Regions from separate parts of the Ovis aries genome. Here region 1 is linked to region 2. A link is a contact called in public Hi-C data. All regions are on one chromosome and are shown on one strand. The core of a region is the stretch at or near the end of the contact, and the rest is flanking DNA. Distances in the headings are between cores, read along the strand shown. Region 1 holds the start of MEF2B (myocyte enhancer factor 2B). Region 2 overlaps GATAD2A (GATA zinc finger domain containing 2A).

Region 1 (5,734 bases), core at 1,748-4,247, 250 kb after region 2:
GGTCATTGTCCGCAGTCTGGGCAGATCCTCGAGAGTGCAATGTGACCCTCTGCCCTTTTTCACCTCATGCGGCTTTGCTCCAGTTATCCAGAAAGTGAAATAAGACTTCGAGAGGCCACTACCCAGAAAGACCTCGCACCTGCCCCCATGCACTAGTGGCTTTATCTATTCACCAGAGTGGAGGGTGTGGGGATTCCCTAGCTCACTAAGACTTGCTCTCAGAAACGACCTCCTCGTGCCAAGAGACATTCAAGTAGGGATCCTAGCGCCCGTGAGAGTGGAGGTAACCTGGAAGGGCTCCCTGGGTAACGTGTGGGACCCCTCTTTCAGATCTCTGGACGGAGTAAAAGAAGGCCCAAGAGGGCAGTGACTTGCTTATGGTTGGTCCACGGTGGTCAGGACAGGAATCAGACATGAATTTTGACTTTCTGTTTTTAGCCCTGATCCAAATCCTGGTTTTTATTTCACTCCTGCCCTGCCCTCTCAGAGGGTCCTGCCCCTAGGAAGACCCTTTGCCAGCCCCGCCTCATCCCTCAGCAAGGGGATGGTTGCCCCAAGGTTGGTCCCCAGACCCCTAGACTATTCAGAACCTCTCCAGTTTTTCAAGAAACCCATGAAAACACCCCTTTTGTGCTATCACAACACACAGCCCAATCGCAAGGAGATCCCAGACTCCAGGAGACAGAGACGAACGCAGGCATTTCTGAACCTCTGGGCCAGTGCTGAGGTGGAAGGAGGAACGGGGGTGTCAGGACACCAGATGGAAGGGGGATAATGAAGGCTTTTGGAGGAGGAGAGGGTATTGGAGACCGAGCTTGAAGCACTTCTACCCCTGAGGAGGCACCACTGTTGTCCCCATTTTTCACATGAGCAAACAGGCTCAGAGGAGTGAAGTGACTGGCCTGAGGTCACACAGCCTGTGGGAGTCAGAAGGGGTCGGAACCCAGGGTCCTTGAAGCCTGAAGCCCTACCCACTGGGAAACACTGCCCTTACCATGGAGGAGCCATCAAAGGCTTCCCCTGCTGACATTCTGGGAGAAGATATGGAGAAGGGAGACTTGGGGGAAGCAGCTTCTGTACCCACTTACCCTCCCACCCCTGTCCACCTTCCCTATCTGCCAGGCCTCGTCCCCCTCTCCAGCCCTTTCTATTCCAGTCTCCCCTGAAATCTCCCTTTCAACCCCCAGTCTCTTACTCCAGCTCCTAAGAGGGTCCCCTCATCAGAAAAGACTGAGGTCAAGGTTCCCGATTGCCCCAGGGGAGGATGTGGGCCCACACGGGCTAACACAGTCAGTGACGGGCGCACGTATAGGACAGGAACAGGGTAAAGGCGAAAAGAAGGAGCCATTATAGGAAACTGAATGACGGAAGAGGGTCTGGACGGGGTTGGGAAGGGGGTTTGGGAACGAGGGAGGTGGAAGCGGGCCACGCGGCAGGGGCGAGAGCGCAGGAGGGGCCCCAGCGGTGGGAGGGGCGGGAGGTGAGCCCCACGGTGGGCATCCTCAGCTGGCTCAGCTCCGGCTGCCCCCAGGGCTGCTCCAGCTGCTGCGCTCACGTAACCAGAGCCTGCCTGTTGCATCAGAGGCAAGCGGGCGGTCTCGGGTAAACAGAGCGGCCCTCGAGGGGCCCGGGGCTCCCTAGCCACCTCCACACTCTGCAGGACTTGTTCTGTGCCTTGGAGCCTAGGCAGAAGCTCCCAGCCTGGCCTGGGTCACCCGAACATCTGGTGTTGGGCACTGAAGGGCAACAAGGATGAGGTGGGAGAGGCAGGAAACCTGATGCCCACCAACCCTAGTTTGTTTTTTTCCCAAAGAAAAATCTGTTTCCAGGCTAGGGGTGCAAACTGCCCATGTTGCGGATGGGGAAACTGCTGTGTGGGGAGAAGCACAAGCCTTCCAGGACCTCTGTTTCCTTCCTCAGTGTCCCTCACATACTGATATCGCCACATGTCCCCTCCTGAGTCCAGAGGTCTGATCATCTGTTGTGTTCTGAGAATGACAGACAGCCACTGCAGCTCATCTACTCTCCCCTTTCATCTGCCCCAAATGGACCCCCTCCTCCTATCTCCAAGCCCTCCTTTAAAGGGCCCCCAGCCCAATCTACTTCCACTCACTGCTCAGGTTTCATCTTTCCCCACCAAAGAATGTTCTTCACTTTCTCTGCCCCCTTGCAAGTCCTCTTGGAAAAACTCACCAGTGACAAACTCTTACTCATGCTTCAAGGCCCATTACAAATGCTCCTCTTTGGGGGAATCCCTCCAGACTGGGGGCTTCTCCAGGATCACCCAGTCCAAAGTCATATTCATCCTGGAATCCTTTCCACCATGATTCACTCCCTAATCTTGCTCTGATCCCCCTCTGGGTCTGGGACCTGTCCTGGGTGGTGCTGGGATCCCAGAGAGGGGTCGAGTCCCGGAAGGTGACCACTTCAGGAGGAGGGTGCCCAGTTACCGAGGGCTCTGTTACCCTCCTGTCGAAGCATGTGGGTTACACATGCCGCTGCAGAAGGCACGCAGCTGGGTGAGGCCACAAGCGATCCCAGAAGCCTCTTCTGCAGTCCCTGCATCTGGGTGAGGGCAAGGGTCAGGGCTGGCTGCGAGAAGGTCTCTAGGTCTGGGGCCTCAGGGTCCCGATTGGAGTTATATTTCACTTAGATTGGAGTAAGTCCAGAGTAGGAGATAGCAGGGGTTACAGACAGGGTCCGAATTAGGGTCAGGCTCAGTGGTAAGGTTAGGGTCGCCCACTGACAGCGGGGGATGCCTGGCAAGTCTGATCCAGCCCCCTTCCGTGTGCCCATCCCTCATTATACTATTTCCCCATCTCATAGTCTTCCAGCGTCTGATTCCCGGTCCCGGAACTCCGGGGGCCCGGCCACGCCCAAGTGCCCGCCCACCGCAGCCCTCGGGCTCGCCCTCTATGCAAATTTACGTCGCGCCCAATCAGCTCCCAGGGGGCGGGGCCGCCGGCTCAGAAGGCCCCTGTGGCCGCCCGGCGCTCTGTCCGAGTTCTGAGCCGCTGCCGCCCGGTCAGTGCGAGAGGGTCCAGGTGGAGCAAGTGCGTCTCGCGTCGGGCCGAGGTCTGTACAGCGTCCTTTGAATGGCATCTGTGGGCTGGGATGAGTTTGAAGGTCCGAGGGTGCTGCTGGACGCGGGAGAGCTGTGTCTAAGAGGTTTGCAGCCCTAGGATTGTGAGTTTGAGAGGCTATGCGTCCACGGTTTGTGTCCAAAGGGTATATGTCCAAGGGGTGTGAATCTGAGGGGTGTGTTCGAGGGGCTTTTCAAGGGTTGTGTTCCTGAGAGGTTTGTGTGTCCAAAAGGGTGAGTGTCCCAGGGTTTGCATGTCCAGGAGTTATGTCTGAGGGAGTGTGTGTCATCGCTGAGAGGTTGTGTGTCCAAAGGGCATGCTACTGAAGGTTTCAATGTCAGTTGGGGAGTTGTGTGTCTAAAGTCGTGGTGCCATGAGACTCTGGTATGCGTCTGTGAGCTCCAGTGGTTTCTTTTCCTGGGGCACACCCCTTTGTGCATCCCGGAGGCCCCGGTGCACAACCACAGTCCCCTGCTTTCCTGCTGTGAGTGTGCCTTCGTGTGTCACGGCCCTGCACCTTCATGTGGCATGGCACCCACGTGTGCCTGTGACCGCCGTGACCCTCACCCACCCTGTGGGGTCTGCATCTCGTGCAGTGAACCAGGGGCCTCGGCTGGGCCCACAGGGCACCTCTGTGGCTGTGGGCAGGACCGTGGACACGGAGCCCTGAGCAGGGGACCACAAGTGCCTGGGCCACTTCCTCCCCATGCCTCAGTATCTCATCGGAGGAACAGTAGTCACAGCCCCCCGAGGTTGTCAGCATATGACAAACTGGTGGCCGAGTTATTGTCCTGGTTATGGTCCCCACCCTCTGTGTCTCTCAGGGTCCTGGGCAGTGGACTCACCAGCTGGAGTCCCAGGCTATTCCCTGTCCCCAAGCTGCATACCTGAGAGGTCAGACACAGATGAGGCCTTTTGCCTGACCCAGCTGAGAACCCTCACAGGAGGTCAGGACCTCTGGACCTTTGGCGCCTGGGGTTGAGCACTTGCAGACTCTTGAGGTGAAGGGAATGGGGTTCAAAAAAGTATTTAGACTTAGAAGGACAAGTGTGTGGAATTTGATCCCAAAAGTCAACGAGCTTTGGGAGAAAGCCTTGCTCCCTCCTGTCCCCATACCTGCCTTCCTTCACCTGTCTAAGTCCAGAAGTGAATCTTGGCTTCCAGGGAATGGAATTTGGGGACATTGAGGGTCCTGGGGTCTCACCTGTGACAGCTGGAAACTCACTATCTAGTCTGAAGCTGCCACTGCAGGAGCGAAGACTGAGTCCAGGTGGAAACACCCAGGCCCCTCAGAGAAAGGATGGGCTCCAGGCTGCCCCTCGGACCCTAGGAGAACAAAAGCCAGCAGTGACGGGCTGGCCGCAGCTTCTTCTTGCCCCTCTCTGTGTGACCTCAGACAGATCACTGCCCTTTTCTGAGCTCTCTGGATGCCCTTGTGACCTAAGCAATCTGAGCTCGTCTTACTTCCCATCTCCAAGTAATGATTGATTTCATTAAATCATTACCCAACCAGGCAGACATCTGGAAAATGCAAATTAGAGGAGAGAGGGAATTAAGGTCATTTGTCACCCTAACTCAGATGCAATGAGTGTAGACATGTTGGGGATTTGACCTTCCGGAAGATTTGAGGCACATAGGCACTTGCAGACAGATGTCATTTTTTGGAGAGGATTTATCACACGCCTGGGATCCTGTTTGGGGTAGCAGAGGTCACCCCTACCCAGGCTCATGAATCCAAGTCAGGTGAACACAAGGACTGGATCCCATTTCTCAGCACCCCCAAAGGGCTTCCCTGTGCCTGCAACTTGGGGGCCTTGTGAGGCTGCCCGTTGGCCCCAGGCAGTCCAGAAATGAGTATCTCAGACCCCACTAGTACCCAGGCCCACTTCTCGGACTGGGTTGGGGGACTGAGGGGGGCTGGGTTTGGGTGCAGCTGGACAGCCATGGGATACAAACCCACACTTGAATGAGGATCTGGGGTCCCACTGTGTGGCCCTGGGAAGGAGCCCACTTCCTGCTGTGTAAAACAGGGCGGCCACCTCCGCTTCACTGGGCTATCTGAGTCAGGCTGGTCCTGTGTGTAAATGAGGTGGAGTGTGGGCCCCGGGCAGACAGCAGGCACCCAGAAACAGGAGGTGCCATCTGAACCATGACCGAGTGGAGTGCTGTGAGCCCCATCCAGGCCCACCTCACCCCACCCTGCACCAGGGGCCAAGCAGGCCTCAGGCCTGTCAGCTTCCCTGTCTGACCCCATCCAGGTTCATGCTCACTAGAGGTTGAGCTGGGGGTCTGCAGAAGGGAACAGTGCAGGGCAGCTGTCACCACGAGTCACTGCGGCGACACAGGCCTGCCTCTGTCCCGTTTCCACAACCAGAGCCTCATCTCCCGCTGGACGCTGCCCTGCACCTAAAGGGCTCCTCCTCACAGCAGCCGCTGGGGCTGCTGAAAATCCAGAATCATACCGCAGTCCCCGCCCCCCGCCCCAGGCTCGTACACCCTCCAGGACTCAGTTGCTCCGCAGTCCTCTCTCTCACCCTGATTCCCAAGTCCCCTGTGGCCTCCCTGCTCCCCTCTGCTTCTGGCTGCCCATTGCTCACCCATTCTCAGCAGTGCCAACCTCCGCCATACCTGGAACCCACCTGGCACATGCC
Region 2 (5,761 bases), core at 2,993-5,492:
CTGCCCTCCAGGGGACAAAAAAAGGCTGGCGGTAAAGGCTGGGGCTTATATATGTATATATCAATCCCCCCCCCCCCCCCCCCCCCGGTGAGAAACTGTTTGGTCCAGGCATACAGTCCACCAGGGACAGTGACAGACCTGGTCCCCATCATCAACTCTTCAGCAATCAACAGGAAACAAGTAACAAGCAGGCTCATCCATCAGGATATTAACAGATGCCAGGCTTGGTCCACTTGTTTACTAGGTGTGGAGTGGGAGCCCAAGCAAATCCCCAAGTCAGACCACGAGTGTCCTCCCATCTTGCTCCCTTTAAGGTGGAAGCAATGTCTACACACTGTCTGCTTGTACTGCCCAAGATGCATTTCCTTTCTGGTTCACTGAGAGAGTCATCAGAATGTAAGGAAGGGTAGCCATGTCACGGACCAGGAACCTTTCCAGAATGGGATAACAAAAGAGGCCCACAAAACCAGCCTGACCTTGCCTTACAGGATAAGCCCCGTTTAGAAGCCGCACAAGGAGCGTGAGGCGTGGGGAGGTGGCAGGGGCAGAAGCCCTGGGACACGGCCTCCGGGTTGGGTATGGGCATCCTGGAGCAGGCATTCAGCAGTCCGTCCAGAAATCCAGAGAGGCCCCTGCCGGCCACACAGGCACCCACAGGGCAGGACGCCCCTCTGAAAGGGGTTCAGAACAGAGCTGTGTTTCCAGCACCTTCAGAGACGTCTGCTCTCCATTTCCTTGATGGGAGTCTACAGGGAACGAGGTTCTCATACTCAGATCCAGAATATTCTAGATTGAAATCTCCTCTAAGCTAAATCCAAAACATGAACTTGAGCCTGCAAATTTCCAATTCAGACCCTGCCCCTTTGCCCCCGAGGAAACCGGACTCCTCACAGACCCAGCTCCTGGGGCAGCAGGGAGCCAAAGAAGCACCCATGGTTTCCTGTCCCTGGTCCTAAATACCTCTCTCTCACTGACCCCTGAGGAGTGAACAGCCACGCACATACCTTCTGGGTGGGAGTTTCTTTTTGTATTTGACTCTGCCGCAACTTCTTCAACAAAACCAGTTTTGCTTCTTCTAACCGTAACTCTTCTTTTAGTTGCTTAATCATCCTTTCTCGTTCTTCGGGACTGCTTTTCTACAAGGTCAAGAGAACACGGGTTGAGGGAGGGCTGGGGCCAGGGAGCACCAGCTGGCCCCACCGCGAGGCGGCTCCCTGGCGCGGGGACAGAGCTCACCATGAGGGCCTCGGTGCTGGTCTCCTTCGGGGGCTCCTCGGTCAGCCCATTCACCCTCGGGCTCGCAGGCTGCTCGTTGTCAGACAGCACGATCACATCAGGCGAAGGGGGTCTCCTCTCAGACTTCATGTCACTGTGGGGCAGGGAGGAGGGCTGTTACCCGAGCACCTCGCCTGTGGTGGGCAGCACTCCCACGGATGCTGGGATTCAGACGCAGACACAGTGAAGTGGAGGCGAGCAGGCTGGCCTCCCCACCCCTCCCCACCACCGCCTGCCCAGGCTGCCTTTTCTCACTGCACTCACCACGTGGCCCTCGAACCTGCCAGTTTACAGCTGAGCCCTTTAAAAAGTCAGGACTGTTCCCGATAACCACTTCTGTGTCCCCTGGGCTGAGGATACCTATGTGTCTGTGGGAAAACATCACATTTTGGAACCCACCACAGCCCCTTTCCGTACCATATGGCTCAGTACTGAACCAGAACACTTGCTCCTGGATCTTGGGCCTGCTGGTGGAGCGCCTACCTACCCATGCTGGAAGCCACCTGATGGGGAGGCCAGCCCCACCTGAATCAGCCTTTCTTTGCTGAACCCAGACTCCCTGACAACCCTCACGCCTGGACAGCCCACCTACCCCTCCCCAGGTAACAGAGGGGCTGAGGCATACACTTTCAGCCGACGGTCTAAGTCCCCAGCGTGGGGCATCACCACCTCATGAGGCAGCCAAGGCAGCCTGCAGTGGGGTCCTTCCTGGGCCACAGGTGAGCTCTCTATCCTGCCAGTGGCAACGTGGCAGTAGTGGCTGCAGGTTTTGAAACTGACTGGAACATGGCACATACTTGCTCTCACATACCAGGGTACTACCCAGCCACTTAATCTGCTCACAGTCTAACTCCCAGCCACCCCTGCCCATTATCCTCTGCCCTCGTTTCCCAATCCTACCACTCAAGTTCCTCAGAACGTATATGCACATCTAGTAATGTTCAGTTCAGTTCAGTCGCTCAGTCGTGTCCAACTCTTTGCGACCCCATGAATCGCAGCACACCAGGCCTCCCTGTCCATCATCAACTCCCAGAGTTCACTCAAATTCACGTCCATCGAGTCAGTGATGCCATCCAGCCATCTCATCCTCTGTCGTCCCCTTCTCCTGCCCTCAATCCCTCCCAGCATCAGAGTCTTTTCCAATGAGTCAACCCTTCGCATGAGGTGGCCTAAGTACTGGAGTTTCAGCTTTAGCATCATTCCTTCCAAAGAACACTCAGGACTGATCTCCTTTAGAATGGACTGGTTGGATCTCCTTGCAGTCCAAGGGACTCTCAAGAGTCTTCTCCAACACCACAGTTCAAAAGCATCAATTCTTTGGCGCTCAGCTTTCTTCACAGTGCAACTCTCACATCCATACATGACTACTGGAAAAACCATAGCCTTGACTAGATGGACCTTTGTTGGCAAAGTAATGTCTCTGCTTTTCAATATGCTGTCTAGATTGGTCATAACTTCCCTTCCAATGAGCAAGCGTCTTTTAATTTCATGGCTGCAGTCACCATCTGCAGTGATTTTGGAGCTCAAAAAAATAAAGTCTGACACTGTTTCCCCATCTATTTCCCATGAAGTGCTAGGCTTCCGCTAATGGCATTGCTGACCACATATATAAGGACCAACGGGTCTCAGAGACAGTGCTTAGCGCCAAGCCAAGCAGCTCTGTTTGCTGAGGACATAATGTAAACTCTCCCTTAAGATCTAGCCTCTGCATCTGTGTTGAAAGAATGCAATCAGCAGGAAAGCCAGCCAAGGGCTGAATTCGCCCGCTAGGTGGCACTATGACCCAGAGAACAAACTCGGCTAAGTTAACTGGGAGCAGTAACAACAACTCAAAGTTGTCCCATTCCTTCCAGCTGAGTGGGGAAGCAGAGTTAGGGATGGGAAACCGGTATTTTAACAGCCCACCGAACTGCCCTTTCCACTCCCAGAGCGAGCTATGCCTTCAGGGAAGGGGGGTGCACAGAGGACCACACACCGGGTTCACTGACTCCCCCAACCCCTCAACCCGCAGCGCTCTCCCTTGGCCCACCCTCATCTCAGCTCTCAGAGCAGCACAGCCGCTGCACTGCAGCAAGCGCAGCCCTGATGCGATGGAACCACCACAGGTACAGCTGCTGGGTGGGCTTCCACGAGCGATCAGGAGGCGCCCATTTCAAGGTACAGAACTCCCTCATTGGGGTTAGCAGCCCACATTTTCAAGTCCAGGAATTGGCTGGCTGTCTATAAAATAACCCAAGATGTCTCACTAGGGCCTCAACAAACCAAAAACCAATGCAGTTCAGGAACTCTTTCAAGTCTGTGTCTCCCTGCTGGCTGCCAACTCTGCCCAAGATACACATCAAAGATGACCCCGGGGCTCCAACCCAGGTTCTGTGGGCATGCGCACAGGCACTGAGCAGACACAAGGCTCTGGCACGGGAGCTGCAGCCGCTGGTTGCAGCCCAGGCAGGCTCCCAGGCGGCCACACAGCAGAGCAGCAGCCTCGGCAGAACCAAGTCTAGAGTTACAGACTGCCGGTGCTTCCTGAGCAAGAGCGAACGGGGCCAACGGTAACCTACAGGGATTTATCACTTTTTACCATCTCGTGGAGCATGTGCCCATCTCCAAGGTGAGATGCCTAATACAGCTCAAATCTGCCTGAGGGAAGAGGGCAGGGTTAGGGGCTGGACCACATGGAGCTGAAGCTGCCTAAGATGACCACTGCGACCAGAGCTCTCCTAGGTCCCATCTTGGACCGAGACTAATCAATAACTCGTCCAAGAGATGACATCACCTCCCATCAGTGATCACTCAGCATCCCAGCAGCCAGCAGGGAGTGAACTTCCTGTATGCTAATCAGGCCACCAAAAAGTCATGTGACAAAGGCATTTCCCTCTTTGGTCATGTGACCCTTTAACTGTGCCTTCCAACGTGAAAACCATGGCAACAGCCAGTTCTAACCAGTTTGTGACATGCAGCCTTCATTTTGAGAAGTGAGGTAGGGTTCAGGTGCTGTCAGGAAATGGAGGCGCCAGCTCGCCCTGGGGCTGCAGGGCTGCAGGCACTTCCTGAGTGGCCCTGGCCCACAGGGGACTGCTCGCTTGTTACAGGGACCTGGGTCGCCTCTTCCGAACGCAGAAGCGCCACCAGCCCCCACTAGTCTCCAACAAGGAAAACTTTCCTAAAGCTCAATTTTAACACAAAGGTACTTCAAGTTTCTCAGAACTTTCCCAGCGAGCTCTTTTAATTCAAGGAAAAGGATACTCATTTGACAAAGGCTCAAAATTATCGTGGGCATTCTTTTCCTAAAAAAACGTTTTCTAAATTATAAAACCATCTAGGCCAACATGCCAGGGAAGCAGTGTAGTGGCCGTGTATATTATCTCGGTCCAGGGAGGCTGCCAGGGCACCACATTTATTTGAAAGCTATGATTTCAGGGCAAATGCATTAAGCCTAGCCCGCCCATCTTGGGAATCCTGATATAAATTATTATGATCAGAAGAGATTTTACGTGACCTGGAAGCAAGCCAGGCTGTTCGTGAAAACGTTCTCACTACCTCCCTCCCTTGAATGCCAGCCGAGGCTAAACAAACAAAAATTCTGTTACATGCCCGGAACTTCCGTCAAGTTCCCTGGAGATTAAAACTTAACTTACAACCAGATCCCTCCATTCACCGCACCACCATCCCAGGTGCTTACCCAGCAGTGGTCAGTGCGGGGTAACGCCGAGTGTCTCACGGGCCTGTGCCAGGGGAAGCCGTTTCCACCAAGGGAGCGCAGCCCTGACCTTTGCTGTTCTCCATACGCGCCTGCCTGATGTCTGGGCAAGGTGCGCTTGACCCACACCCATGCCTCCATGTTCTCCCTCCCTCCTAGCTGCTGGGAGCCAACCTAAGAAGTGGGTGCCGTGTCCAGCAGCGGGGAGAAACCCCTGGATAACAGCAGTTCTGTCTTTAGGGTCAGCCAGGAGGGACAGGGGCACGCGGGAGCAGACCACCGCCCACCCGGCTTCACCAGAGGACATTACTGCCCCAGACTTGTTTGACCAAAGCCTGCGTTTTTCTAAGATCCCTGAGATGCCTGCACACACGAAGTCGGGGACAACTGCGGGCCCAATGAGGCCTCAGGACAACAAACTGCTCCTCGGGGCTAAGCAGGGGGAGAGAAGCAGGGCTGGCAGCCACCAGTTCCTGCCAGAACCCTCCCTCCTGCCCCCATCTTTTGGCCCCAGCTGGGTGAGGAGAGGCAGGTAGTTGCTAACCGTTTAGGGGTGTGGGGGAGGCTTTGCTAGACCCCGCACCAAGCACACACTTGTCTTGGCCCCACCAGACCCTCTGCCAGGGCATTCCTCCCACTAGAGCCCATTCACACCTTCCAGCCCACAGGTCTCTCCAGTCCCCAACCCCTGAACCCCAAACTCCTGCTGCTCCTGAGCTGCCCCCACCTTCACCACCACCCACTGCAAGGAATGTCCCTCCATCATATTCTCATCTCCCCTGTGACAGA

What was found. Hi-C and Micro-C count contacts between places; a contact is called where the count stands out from the background.
Region 1: a contact with region 2 is called in a Hi-C map of liver, with 4 times the contacts expected there. The contact joins the promoter of MEF2B here to the enhancer-like site in region 2. A contact is called at or near these places in 3 of 16 Hi-C or Micro-C datasets (hypothalamus, liver and tail adipose tissue).

Annotation. Positions count from the first base shown.
Region 1 is chr5:3,897,463-3,903,196 of ARS-UI_Ramb_v3.0, forward strand. It overlaps MEF2B (myocyte enhancer factor 2B), which reads left to right and starts at 2,998. Exons shown (of 9, transcript XM_042249577.2): 1 at 2,998-3,186.
Region 2 is chr5:3,646,894-3,652,654 of ARS-UI_Ramb_v3.0, forward strand. It overlaps GATAD2A (GATA zinc finger domain containing 2A), which reads right to left. Exons shown (of 12, transcript XM_042249571.2): 3 at 1,237-1,369; 4 at 1,005-1,136. The coding sequence starts at 1,365. Among named protein-coding and RNA genes, the nearest start is that of TSSK6, 20 kb to the left of the region's middle. Within about 2 kb of position 4,243, at least 14 of the 54 cell types and tissues checked have an H3K27ac peak or open chromatin away from gene starts, as enhancers often do. A contact at or near this core is called in liver and tail adipose tissue, where this site is marked.